Linked DNA regions of Triticum aestivum: region 1 is linked to region 2. The links are chromatin contacts, called in public Hi-C maps. All regions are on one chromosome and are shown on one strand. Each heading gives the region's core, a stretch centred on a gene start, on an enhancer-like site or on the middle of the called end of the contact. The rest is flanking DNA. Distances are from core to core; before and after follow the strand shown.

The links. A called contact is a pair of places that touch in the nucleus more often than the background predicts.
Region 1: a Hi-C map of leaf shows a contact between it and region 2, with 3 times the contacts expected there. The contact joins the promoter of LOC123164664 here to the promoter of LOC123165301 in region 2. A contact is called at or near these places in 2 of 5 Hi-C or Micro-C datasets (both in leaf).

The regions. Positions count from the first base shown.
Region 1 is chr7D:184,510,423-184,517,672 of IWGSC CS RefSeq v2.1, forward strand. LOC123164664 (serine/threonine-protein phosphatase 4 regulatory subunit 2) reads left to right here and starts at 3,974. Exons shown (of 8, transcript XM_044582210.1): 1 at 3,974-4,171; 2 at 4,676-5,223; 3 at 6,474-6,554; 4 at 6,940-6,988; 5 at 7,113-7,221. The coding sequence starts at 4,694.
Region 2 is chr7D:184,255,423-184,262,394 of IWGSC CS RefSeq v2.1, forward strand. It overlaps LOC123165301, which reads right to left and starts at 4,301. Exons shown (of 10, transcript XM_044582928.1): 1 at 3,986-4,301; 2 at 3,715-3,823; 3 at 2,186-2,378; 4 at 1,748-1,884; 5 at 1,343-1,631; 6 at 1,157-1,263; 7 at 822-996; 8 at 529-724; 9 at 200-440; 10 at 1-100. The coding sequence starts at 4,079. LOC123165302 (39S ribosomal protein L46, mitochondrial) reads right to left here. Exons shown (of 6, transcript XM_044582929.1): 4 at 5,742-5,871; 5 at 5,201-5,323; 6 at 4,517-5,034. The coding sequence ends at 4,882.

The sequences.
Region 1 (7,250 bases), core at 2,724-5,223, 250 kb after region 2:
CATTATCAAGGCACATGAGGCTCGAGTGATGAGTACCATCAATGGATGTAGCCTGATGCAGCGCTTGTCCTTATATGCGGATGATGTGGTTCTTTTCATCAAACCCACATGGCCAGACCTCCTGTTCGTTAAGGAAACTCTCACCATCTTCGGAGTGGCATCCGGGCTTAAAGTGAATTTTGCCAAATCAGCGGCAATCATGATCCGTGCGGAGGATGAGGATGAGGAGCTTGTTAAGTCGGCGCTACCCTAGAAGATTACCTCTTTCCCGTGCAAATATCTATGGCTCTAGCTAAGCATAAGACAGCTCAAAAGATCTGAGTGGCAGCCGGTGGTGGATGCGGCCTTGCACATCCTGCCGGGATGGCAAAGGGGCTTGGTGACTAGACCTGGAAGGCTTATCCTTGTCAACCAAGTCATGAGAGCGCGGGCCACTCATCATCTCATGATTCCGGAGGCGCCTAAATGGGCTCTGGAAAGAGTGGACAGAGGATGTAGGGCCTTCTTCTGGGCCGGGACAGAGGAAGTGCATGGCGGCAAATGTGTGGTATCATGGGCAAGAGTATGTAGGCCAAAGCACATGGGAGGGTTGGGCGTCATTGACCTCTTTAAGCATGGCATCTAAGATTAAGATGGGAATGGCTCTGACGTACGGATGCATCCAGCCTTGGCAGGGTCTCAACTTGGCCGCGGACAAAATGGTAGATCAAACTTTTGGGAGCCTGGTCAAATGGAAGGTGGGAGCGGGAGACAAAATACTGTTTTGGAAAGATCGGTGGCTCCACGGCGCAACCATCATGGATATTGCCCCTCTGGTCGCGGCGACAGTCCGTACCCAAGTGGCCAACAGGAGGTTGGTGTGTGATGCTATGTGCATGCACGCATGGATGAACGATGTGGTGGATAACTTATGCATGGAGGGCCTAACCCAGTTCATCGGACTTTGGGAGATCATTTCGGAGGTGCAACTTGACGCTCAGACTGAGGACAACCCCATTTGGGCGTGGAATGTGTGTGGAGTCTACTCTGCATCTTCAGCATATAAGATGCTTTGTGAGGGAGGAGTCCGATTCCACTCCTTCGGAGCCATCTGGAAATGTTGGGCACCTCTTGTGTGTAAGATCTTCATGTGGCTGGCAGTACAATATCGATTATGGACGTCAGATAGAAGGACTAGACATGGGTTGCAAGACCAAACATCAAAATGCTATCTATGTGACCAGGAGGAAGACACGGTCGACCACATTTTGCAGCAGTGTGTTTTCTCGCGGCAAGTGTGGTCTAGTTGCATTGCTAGGATGGGCTTGAGGATGAAGCTATGCCCAGCAAATGACTCTAGGTTGGTGCAATGGTGGTCAGAAGCCAGAAAGTGAATACACAAGCAAACTCGGAAAGGATTTGACACGTTCGTAATGCTTATCTACTGGACTTTATGGAAGCAGAGGAACGCGAGGGTGTTCGGATCGGGCCAGATCAAGAACGAGTGGGATACGATGGACATGATCTTCGACGACTTGAGGACTTGGGCCACGGCAGGAGCGTTTGGAGGACAACCTGTATCTGAGTAGTAGAGTAGCGTGAGGAGTGGAGTGAAGGCTTGGTTAGGGTCGGATTGTGACTCTTAACCAGCGCTATTGTAATCTCTTGTACATATTTTTCTCTCTTCTATAAAGCTAAAGTACACCTTTGGCATACCCTCGAAAAAAAGAAATAGCCCGATAAAAGAGTCACCCCTTCGTGCCCGCGTGGCCCAAGGATTCTCGGCCAGGTTGGTCTGAGGAGTAGCAGCCCGATTAGAGCATCTCCAACAGCCACCGAACGCGCCGCGCGCTAAAAACTATTTTGCCGCGCGCCCATCGCCTGGTTTGCGCGGCGGGCAGCGCTGGCTCCAGCAGCCGTGCTAAAATGCAGCGCGCGCGCAGCTCCTGCAGCGCGCAAAAATGCAGCGCGCGCGACTCTCGCACAAACAACATATGCATTCCAAAATAGAAGCAAAAAGATCAAACACAAACAAAATAAATCAACAATAAATAGTTCAATTTCGTTATTACAACTCAAACAAACAGTTTATCATTCAATACAACAAATAGTGCAATAACACAACAAATAGTTCAGCAATACAATATCGAACACACAAATCATGATGCTCTTTGTCGTCCATTCCATGCCCACCACTCCTCAATGAGATCCTTCTGAAGATCATCATGCACCGCGGGACGTCGAATGGCATGATAGGAGGCAACAAAACGGGCCACCCTTTCAACCCTCCGTCGCACTCGCACGGGATGTCCCAAGAGTTCATACTGAGAGTAGTCTATATCTTGGCCACGCTCATTCTCGATAATCATGTTGTGCATGATCACACAAGCGTGCATGATGTACCAAAGCATTTTTTGATCCCAAAATCTAGCCGGTCCTCTCACAATAGCAAATTGGGCTTGCAAAATCCCAAAAGCTCTCTCCACATCTTTTCTAGCCACCGCCTGAGCATTGTGGAAATCAAGATTTTTCTTACCTTCCGGCTTTTTCAACGGCTTCATAAAGGTTTGCCACTTTGGATAGATGCCATCCGCTAGATAATAGCCATAGTTGTATGTACGACCATTTGCTACAAACTGCATCGGTGGCAAATCACCATTTGCAATCTTATTCATCAGTGGTGACCGGTTGACAACATTGATGTCATTCAAAGATTCAGGTATTCCAAAGAATGCATGCCAATCCAAGTCTCTTGATCAGCCACCGCTTCAAGGATTATAGTGGAACCCTTTTTTGGCCGTGGAATTGCCCATTCCATGCCTTTGGACAATTCTTCCAACTCCAATGCATGCAATCTATTGAGCCAAGCATACCAGGGAAGCCGCGAGCTTTGTTCATCTCCAATGGCCTTGCGGCGTCTTCAGCATTGGGAGATCTCAAATACTCCTGGCCAAACACTTGCACAATTCCGACTGCGAAGCGCTTGACACACATGATGGCTTGGCTCTCACCCATAGCCAAGTGATCATCAACTAGATCAGCCGGGATACCATATGCCAACATACGCAAAGCGGTTGTCACCTTTTGAAAGGTGCTATGCCCGAGCTCTCCGACGGCATTCCTCCTTTGTTGAAAAAATCGGTCATGGCTCGCTAGTTTCTCTGCAATGCGCATGAACAACTCGGTGCTCATCCTAAACCGGCGACTAAAATACGACTCGGGGTATGTGGGATTCTTCGCAAAATAATGCCTGATTAATCTGTTGTGGGCATCGATCCTATCCCTCCAAATTTTCTGCCGATCCATAACCGAACCACCGTGCTTTGGTTTTTTATTGATGTGCATAGCTAGGATCATTGCAAGATCCTCCTCCTCTTCCATATCAAATTCTTCTTCGGAAGAATCATACGACGAATTCATCTACAATGTTCAATACTATGCTATAAAAACTACAATCAATATGCATCAAATTCATGAAGTTTGAGCAATACATACCTTGTAGGCGTTTTGTCGAACACCTTGCGGGCGCCGAGCGGCAGCGAGCGCCCGGGCGCTGTTCGTCGGAGGACGGATGCGCGCGAGGGGCGGCGGTGACTAGAGGGGGGCGGAGGAAGCCGCCGCGGCGCGGGGATAGGCCGGGGAAGCGCCGGAACGGTTGCCGGGTGGCGCGGGCGGCGGCGGCGCCGCGGCTGGATGGGAGGGTCGAGTTGCGAGCGAGCGCGCGGGGGCGGGCGCAGCAAATAAGCGGCGCGCGATGAAGTTTCGGTCCGCGCGCTGAACTAGATATGCCCCGCGCGCGTTTTTTGCGCGCCCGCTGGAGCCGGCTGTTAGAGATGCTCTTACATTGGACTTGACCGTAAAAGACGGGAGGCTACGCAGTGCGGGGATGCTCACGGTATCTGGGACGTTGAAACAGCCGTCAGATCGCTGTGGAAAGCCGTAGGTGGTTAACTACTTTTTTTTTTGGAGGGATGGTGGCTAATTACTTGTTTTGTAATAGTTCGATCCTGATTCCTGATTCCTGAAGCCGCCGCACCCAACCTTCTCTCGTCCTGATCCACCCTAGCCAGGTGGCCAGCCAGGCAGGCCCCTCGCGCAGCCGGCCTCCCACTCGCCGCTCCTCAGGCCGCCGCACGGAGCTCGCCCCGCCGGCCACCACTCCGCCACCCGCCGCAGGAAAGCGAGGTCCTAGGTGCGCCCCTCCTTCCCCCCCTTCCCGCACTCCTTGGTTCTCGCTTCTCCCGGCTTTCGGGTTCCGCGGAGCCCTCCCTTTGCTGGTTTGGATCGGGGGCGTGCTTGTTGCCGCGTTTGTTGATTGGGCACGGGGAGGCTCGAGTCCCGGATATTACGTGGGTGCTGGTTCGGTGCCGTAGCATTGCATCGATGCGGTCGTCCGTTCCGTGATTTGGGCGTGATTGGTGGTGGTACATGCTGTTCGGGCGCGGATACGTCGTGGCCATGAGCTTGCTAGGGTTGGGGGCGCGGTGCAGGGGAGCTAGCATGTGGCGGTTAGTGCTGAGATGAATCTTTATTTTGAGATGGGGAAGGGGTGCTTCCATGGGAGATGCGGGGAAGATGACGAGACTGTCACTGCCTATGATAGCTAGGATGTGGAAATATTAGTGATGTTTAAGGGAATCAGGACGATGTGGTGAATACCTGAATTTCTTGTCTAACAATTGTTGCCATTCTGCAGTTACCGGAAGAGTTGGGAATGGAGGGTGCAGCGACGGAGAACTCGACGGTGCCCATGGTGGCTCCGGAGGCGGCTGACCATGCAGGTCAGCATGTGGATGGTTCGACGGTGCCCATGGTGGTGCCAGAGGCGGCTGTTGACGCAGAGCAGCATGTCGAGCGCTCGACGGTGCCCATGGTGGTGCCAGAGGCGGCTGTCAACACGGACCAGCATGTCGAGGGCTCAACAGCGCCCATGGTGGTGCCAGAGGCAGCTGTCAACGCAGACCAGCATATCGAGGGCTCGACAGTGCCTATGGTGGTGCCAGAGACAGCTGTCAACGCGGACCAGCGTGTTGAGGGCTCAACAGTGCCTGTGGTGGTTCCAGAGGAGGCTGTCGACACAGACCAGCGTGCTGACGCCGTGGCAGCGCCCATGGTGATGACTGAAGCAGATGTAGATGCAGACCAGCGTGCTGACAGCGTGGCAGCACCCATGGTGACGACTGAAGCAGCTGCTGACGCGGATCATCCTATCGAGGATGCGGCTACCCAGGACAGGAAGCACGGGTAATCCATTCAAATTTATGTGGCCACTGTGGTTCTGTAGATCTAGCTTTAATTATTGTCCTTTTCCTTTTCACGAGAAGCTTTCAATGATTGTTAGGTAGTGAAACTTATATGTGCATGCATGGGTACTTGGGTAGAGATGTAGAGTACAGAGGATAAAGATGCCCATGTTACCTGGACAATAATTGGGTATCACTGAGGGATGTGTGACGCGTGGCTATTGCTGCATTGGTTGTTCGTATGAGCTTGAAGCGAGGCCAGGTAGATGCTTGTGCATACCAGCTAACCTGAATGCAAGTAAAGTTAAAGAATGGTGAAATAAGAATCCAACAACCATTGTGGCGACACACATTTTCCCGTCCATTAAACACGCAATCACTTCTTTTCTCTTGCAGACTCGCACTATCACATCACCCCATGGCTATGCCTTTTCTTTGGGGTCATTCTCACTTTCTTTTCTGTATGGTTTGCATTCAAATGTTTATCCAACCCTGTATTTCCCTAGAATTTGTAGTTTGTTTAGATCTATTACATCACTACATTGTGATCGCTGTCTTTTCCCATGCCATATCAATACTGTATTGGTGATGTTGTATATTCATTGTGATCGCTGTCAGCTTGTTGCCAAGTTGGTGATATGCTTGAATAGAACCAAGTTCGTAATTCCATATTGCTTCTGATTTCAACAAACATAGAAATTGCATTAAATGTTTATGAGTGCAGAGATGTGTGCATCTTCTTTTCTTCGAGGAACCATATATAGGCATTTTCTCTCACCTCACTCACACGGGAGGTGGGAGAGTGTTCACTTATATGTTATATCAAGACAGATTGTATGTGTGAGGAAAATATGAGCACTCACCCATACAAGTATAGATGGTTCACACTAATGCATATTCAGTGCATTTCAAATATAGAAATAAAAATCTGTTTGGACACAAGATAACAGAACAAGCAAGTACATACCTTCCCCCCTTTCATGTTCTCACACTCGATCTGCATCGGGTTAAGTTTATTTAACTAGTCAGTGATATATTTGGCCTTTAAAATTCATGCTATGACTGTAAGATGGAATTATTTTTTCTTGCAACACATACATATACTCTTATCTTAAACTCATTGACTTAAAATTGCAGTAACATAGCTAGACATTTTGATATTTCAACTTGTTAATATTTAAATACACAATTTGCTGAATCCAGTTTTTTTATTTGGTTCTAAACATTTGAAAAATGTATTTCATTATATAGGGATGATGAAGGAGTTGTCAATGTTACTCCTGAGGAAATGAGAGCCATCATCGAAGTTATAGCTGAGACGGGGAAGTTCTGGTATAATACTGGATCCATTGCCCCCTAGATTCCAATCCCTGATGAATTTACATACTTTAAATCTTAATTAGAGGTTCTTGAATGTTGCAAGCAACTTCATGCTTCATATTTGTGTTCAGGTCTGCAATTTGTAATTCAGTTTTCTTCCTGATGTGTTTTCTCTTTGGATAAAATGTGTTTCATTGGGTTAATAGCTATCATTTGAAAAGAAGTAACCCCCTTAGTGCTACTTTTAGTGATTTTATTCTTCTAGGTGAACCAAACTTTAGGTTGATTTAGCTGTTCACGTGTTGTTTTCAAGAGATATGGTCAGGGGCATTTGGACAAAATTACTATAGTGGGATTACTTCTACTCTTGTCCTTGGGATTAACTTCCGTCTTACAGGCACGACTGGAGTTTTCTCAAGAGATTGTTGTCTCTCCAATTGATGCAGGTATGGGGAGGTATGGCATCAAAAAGTTTCACATTGTTTCTAGATCGTAGTATTGGCTATGTTCATCAGATTATAGTAGCTTAACTTACCTTCTAAACTGATTTCCATCATTTCACACATCAAGGTCTTGGGTGAATATTCTGAGGCTCAAATGGTGATCCGAGAGGACGGGCAGCAACAGAATTCCTTGTTTAGAGAGACGCACTCAGAGCTGTTTAGCCAGCTCAATGATGGTACTGTTATGAGTCTTCAGTTTGTCTCA
Region 2 (6,972 bases), core at 3,051-5,550:
GCCCGCGTCGATCGCCTCCAGGTACAGTGCCCTGGCCAGGCTCATGAACCGTCTCCTGAAGCTCGGTATCCGGGACATATTGGCCACGATCCCTTGCAACCTGTTGATTGATGAATATGTTACTCATTCTGTAGCTGTTTCAAATTTATATTTGGGAGTTGACTGTGGCAAAGTTGGAAGGGTGTATAGAAAAAGACACCTTCTGATGATCGCCTGTAGCTGAGCTCTCTTCACGCCGTCGCTTGACGGGAAACCGCAGTCGTCCCAATCCGACGGTTTTTCGTTCGCGTTCGTCATGATGAGCTTCTGCAAGCACAGCTCCTCGTCTTCGGTGAGCTCCAGTTTCTTCATCTGCTCCTTCAGAACCAGCAGTGGTCCGAGCATCCAGTCGAACACCTTGTCCTTTGGCCAATTGAAGTTGGTCACCTCAACGTCATCAGCTGCAACCAACAAGGAAATGGTAACCATGAACCATGAAGTTTTAAATTCCTTAATGTTATGCTAAGGCTGCCAGGGCATCATGCATACATATGAGCAAACCGTGCGTGTCGTGTTTCGCGGATCGTATCAGACAGTGAAGGATGCACCAGGCAGGTAGTTTTATGCTCAGCTTCTTTCCCTTTCCTTTGGTTATAAATTCCTCTATATCTTCAGAGCTTATCAGTCCCTCGCTCAGTAATATCCTCCCATTTATCTCGCAAGATCGGAAGAGCCAATCCCATATCTGTGCAAGTTCAGTCGTCGAGAGAATGGTTAATCTTAGCTGTTAGAGCAGAGATATAATCGTATAGATCATTGAAGACGACGAGATGTTCATGTACTTGAATGGGTCTTAGTCTTTGGATAGTTTCCATGAATGTCTTTGACCGGTGTAGAACCCTCCTATGCTTACGCTGGCCTTGATGTTGCTTCTCTGCAGATGCAGCTGTAACGTTGTGCTCATCTTTGTTGCGGCCGGTCTCATACTTCGCAGAACCCGCTTTCCGGTACTTGGGCCTGTCTATTGGAAGTAGTTTACTGCCAAGTAGAATAATTGCTATGCATGATCTTCTAAAAATATTGCTATGCATGGAAAAAGGAGGTCATGCAACTAAGTACTAACAAACTTCTAACATATGAAGCCATAATCGCAGTAAAAATAACTGCTAAATCACACCTTGGCAAACAAGAACCTTCTCTCAAATAAAGAAGATCATTTGTGTATTCATCATACAATGCTACTGCAGAGATCATGTATGATAGCCCCATTTGAAATGAAGCCTCCTGCACACGATTACAGAGATGTATAAGTAGTGGTTCAAGTGAGTCGAAAGAGGTTCACTATTATTTAACAATAAAAGACCTGATAAGCAATTAATCCAGCATGGAGGCCAAAGAAGAAGCTGCTAAGAAATGATGCAATCACTCCTGCAATGACGGCAAGCGGCCACAATATAATGGCCAAACCAGCGAAAGGGACACAAACAGTCTCTAGAAAAGGCCCTTCCCTCCCTACTAGATCCTCGCAGAGTCTTTGCCATCCTTTCAACAACATGCAGGGGCTTTTCCACAATGCCACCCCAGTAATCATCAATACATCCAGAGGAACGGCAACCAGCGCAACAAGGAAGCTCCGCGGTAGATAAGACAACCTTCAATCATAGAAGACAAGCAGAATGTATTAGTGCTAGAGGATGTTTCAAGGTGAGTGCATAATTAGGACCCGATTCTCCATTTTGACGACATGAATATTTAACATGTCATATACTTGATGTCAGTAGGTTCTTCGTCATCCCCCATTTTCTCGGAAAGCTCGTCCATGAAGGAGAAGTATGAGTGGAAGCAGAAGTCGGTAACATCACGCACCACCATACAAGCTCCCCTTATTGTGCTAGCAGTACCATCCTGTGACATAGCATTACTCCGTTAATTGGACGCATTATTTTGATTTGTAGTACTCCCTCAGACTCGGAAAAGAAGGCACACACGCTTTTCAAAATTCAAGTTCAAACATGAATTTAACCAATAAATTTTGGATTTTGTGCCACAAAAATTATACCATCAAATTTGTGTCCACTGGTATAACGTTGATGGTCAAAATTAAATCTTGAAAAACATGCATGTCCTCATTTTGAAGTCGGGGTAGTACATCCAGAAAACTTAATGAACCAAATCCACATTCCAAGTTTCAGCAGCACGTACGTACCAAAAAGCAATGAGAGAGCTTGTCCGCGACACCCTCGCCAACAGCCTCAAAAGTCGCCATGAGGGGAGTGAACACTCCATAACCGATACCAACCAGAAGGCTCCCTACAATGCCAAGCACCGGCAACAGGAGCAACGGCAGTGGCAGGAATACCACGGCAAGGATCTTCAGAACCGGCCCAATTCGCTTCGTGCTACAAACCAGAGTTTGCAGAATAGTTTGATCACATACGACCAACACAACGTTTCACTCAAACTTATCCAGCAAATTTTAACTCGTTTAGGAATTTAAATTTGTTTAGGCGTGCAGGCATTAAAGAGAAAAATGTGGGGGGGAGTCGGCATGATGAAAAAAACTGAAGATGTAGTGGCAAAGTGTGGTGTAGCAGCATGTAACGGTTTTCTCTAGAAAACGTAGACCGCCTGGGTGCCCATATGCGATGAACAATACAAAACGGTTTCAGCCTAATCCAGGCCATTAATTCCTGAACCGAGCACATCGGGTTGTGGCACATGTGTATAAAATGCCCGGTCTGGACCAAGCGCTGCAGCCACACACCAAAACACTGCAGCGAGGCCTGGGGCCGGAAGGGGAAGGGATAGTGTGGGAGCAAGGTATGTGCTGCTAATGTGTTCATCCTCGATCTTCTTCTCCTCCTAAGATATAGTTTCCTCAAGTGCTCATCCATTTCCCTTCCCCTTCAATGCTTGTACAGGACATCCGTGGAGATGGGCCGTGGGCGATCAAAGGCGTACTCGCCAGTACCTGCTCCCAATGGAGCTCCTTCTTCCATGAAGAGGACACCAGTTGTGAACACGGCGTTACTTCAACTCCATCATGCTGCACTTGTGGGGTACTGGAATCCTCTTTGTCATCAAAGGTGTGTTTGTTGGTACCGGCGTGGAGGATCTGTTCAAGTTTAAAAGTGCTAGGGAACAATAACCGCATTTTCAGCATGGTTCCCATTTTTAGGATAGATCCAAGAACCATGATGATGGACATGGGGGGTGCCCTATAGCTTTGGCTACTTTCCTAGAATTGCGGCTGTTGGTTGGATCTATCCTAATGAGAGCCATGGGGAAAATGCGGTTGTTGTTCCTAACACTTTTAACTTTTAACTTGCACAGATCCTCCTTGCCGATACAAGCGAGCACACCTTTGATGAGAGGATTCCAGCACCCCGCAAGGGCATGATGGAGTTGAGCGCCGTGCTCACAATCGGTGTCCTCGGGAACAGGCACTGGCGAGTACGCCTTCGATCTCCTGCGGCCCATCTGCACAGATGTCCTGTACAAGCATTGAAGGGGAAGGGAAAAAACGATGAGCACTTGAGAAGACATACATCTTAGGGAGGGGAGAGGAGGATGAAGACACACTGGCAGCACATACATTGCTCCTACCCTATCCCTTCCCCTTTCCCTTCCGGCCCCAGGCCTCGCCGCGGTGTTTTGGTGTGTGGCTCGGCTGGCATTTTATACACATGTAATGAATAAACGAATAAAAAATGTGGGGAAAGTAAGTCGGCATACGCTAGCACGCAGCAGTACGTCCAGACGAAATGCGCAGGCCACAGGCCGATGATGACGGCTGAATCGCCGAGGAAAACGATGGCCGCGACGACCGGGCCGATCAAAAGAGCTGCAAATAAAAAGAAACACGCACACTTTCTCAGCCATCGTCAGGATGGGTATCAAGTATCATGAACACAACGAATACTACTCCGACTTGGAGGACAAGGCAGCGGTAACCGCCTCGGACATTAGAGGACAGGGGGAGGCGGGGATGGTGTTGGTTGGTTACCTTTGGCGGAGCCGAGCAGCAGGAGGAGGACGAAGAAGGGCAAGAATGACACGAGGCTCCAGAGCTTGGCGATGAAGCCCACCGGGACGTTCATGGATCAGCAGCAGCCAGCCAACCAGTTGCTTCCTCTTGCCCTGACCCCTGAGCCTGACGAGAACGAACCAGAGCTTGAAACCCAGAGAAAGGGAAGAAGGAAAAGGAAGAAGCCGGAGGTCCCTGTCGGCAGGTGAGAGTCCCGAGCGGTGTGCTGTGGAGCTGCCGTGGCGCGACACGTGCTGCTCTGCATGGGGCGCTCTCCAGCACACGCATAATTTTCTACTCCAAAGGCCATGGCGAGCACACCTGTTTCCCTGCAGCAGATCTCAAGAGTTTCAACGCACAAGGGAAAATTCCTATGACTTGCGCCAATTTGTAGTCATACGCATCAACAAGATTGTGTTCTCGTCTCCTTTTGGTCCATGTTGTGAAGAGAGAAATGAAGATAGGTCAAAGTCAAAAAATACTAGTGCTTCAGCGGCAGGAATCATAGGGTTTCAGAACTGCAGAAACTTGAAAATAGACATTACACGTTCAATTCAAGCGCCTTTGCGTTGGTTAAGTTGACCGGTCACAAACGTCAGGAAATAGGGACAACAGACTTGCACCCCATCAATTATTTCACCCAAAAAAATAGCAGGTATAGCATGTGACGGGAGAAGAGCCTGTAGTAAAGCTTAAGCTAGCGTGCATTTTTTTTTTGTCTAAAAATGCAAACAACAAATTCTGGGGTTTCACTCTTTCGACAAACGCTTGCGGCCCAGATGGTGGTGGCTGGAAACCGGTACACAGGACAAGCAGCGCTCCATGTTCAGATGGCCTCCGCTTCGTCGCCGCCCCCGACAGATTAAAGCTATCATCTATCTTACGTGAATGATCATCTTGTTCAAGAGATCCTTGTGCTCCGGAAAATATTCCAGCAACTCAGCTTTGGTCACCCACGCGTGGTCCTCGCACCTCCTGATGTCCAAATGCGTGGTGCCGATCACTTGCGACTTGAAGAAGAACCGCTGCTAGATGCATATAACAGGATTAAGAGACCATCGGGTGACACTGCATCAAAACTAATATGCCGATTGCTTGACAAAATGCAAACAAGTCTTCTTTTAATCAATGATACCCGTCCTATGTGTATTCTAGTACTAGTAGAAGAAGAAAAAATGGTGAACCAAGAAATACCTTGAATGGTGAAACAGTGGAATCCTCTTTTTGTTCAGTTACCATGTGAGCCATTGGAGCGTTGCCAACAAAATATGTATTGTCGAGCCCGCCGAGAACAGATTTTAGGGCTGACTCGGCACACTGAAATCAAATACACACAATATGAATACGCATGATACTATGAAACTACAATTTTATACTACCAGAAATTTATCAAATAATACTCCCTCCGTTTCTTTTTAGTCTGCATATAAGGTTTGGTCAAAGTCAAGCTTTGTAAAGTTTGACTAACTTTATATTAAAACATATAAACATTGACAATATGAAATCAACATTATCAGATGCACCACGAAATGTATTTTCATACTATATAGTTTTAATATTCTAGATGTTCATATTTTTTTATATAAATTTGGTCAAACTTTGTGTAGTTTGACTTTGACCAAATCTTATATGCGGAGTAAAAAGAAACGGAGGGAGTACAAGGAAATAAACTGGAAGTGAACTAAAGCATGGATCATCTAATAAAAATTAGAAGGCTTTTTTAGGAAGTGCATACCAAACGCAAAGAGTCTTCATTTTCATAAACTTTTTCTGGAAAATGCCAAACAGGCTTGCCATCAGGAGCCCCAAAAGTTTTGCCATACAGGAGAAGATAGAGCTTATTATCCAGAGCTCGTTGTAGTGACCTACAGAAAACATTGGATTAGCATAAGTTTACAGTGTTATACTCACAGAGCAGCATTGTCATGAAAGTTGGTTCACAATATATATATTTGAGTTTCAGGACATGATGAGTGTTTTGCAGGTAACACAAAATATCAAATAAGATACTGCTGTATGAGCTATGTCTACCATCTTCGGGCTAGGAATGAGTAAAACATAAAAGAGCTATCCAGAATACTAAAGATAAAATTATGACAACCATGTGTATATTTATAACTGCTGGTGATGTGGACAGGATGGTATCGGTTTGCATAGCAGAAGGAACAGTGCAGACCGCCCTTCCTATTTTCTCAACTATGGGCAAAAGCCGACTATACCACTCCATCACCAAGCTTTTCTTCGTTACGCTTGGTAAACATGCTTTCAAGGTTCATGCCAAACACACTTGCCCATCTTACCCAAATCCAAATGGAAACAATATGATCAAATCATCCTTTCTTGGCTACCTTGGTCTCCATTGAGATCTCTGATATAATATGAATATTGATGTGACTGCCAAAACAATTAAGGAGAACTACTCTCACAGCAACAAGGATGAGTCACATTGGCACGCTCACATCCAAGGACACATTGCCACAAGTTAAATGGTGCTAGCCAAGCAGCCGCCGTTGCCAACCTTCATCGAGGTGCTTTACTCAAGGAACATGTCACATGAAAGTGAGTGCAACTCGATGAACCTTGGGAAGGCCGACAGCCTATGGCAGAGGCAGAAATATAATCTGTGGGGTCAACCCTGAAACTTCCAGCCTTCCAAGGAGGGGAGACTAGCTAAGTGCGTAGAAGAATTGTTAGACTAATCACCGAGCTATTCATACATGTATATGGTGATAGTGCACAACGCATCAAAGCGGATTTGGCGTGACAATGGTGTATCTACCATGATTTACTATACCATGCTCCTACTGACATACATCAAAGGCCAACAAACCTAAGTACAGTTACATAATTACAAAGGAGAGAGAGAGGGGGGAGGGGGGAATGAAATCCGAAAACCCTAGAGTTTTAGGCCTAGGCTATAGAGGAACAATAGCAACAATCCTAGACTTCAGGCTGGGCTTAACCAT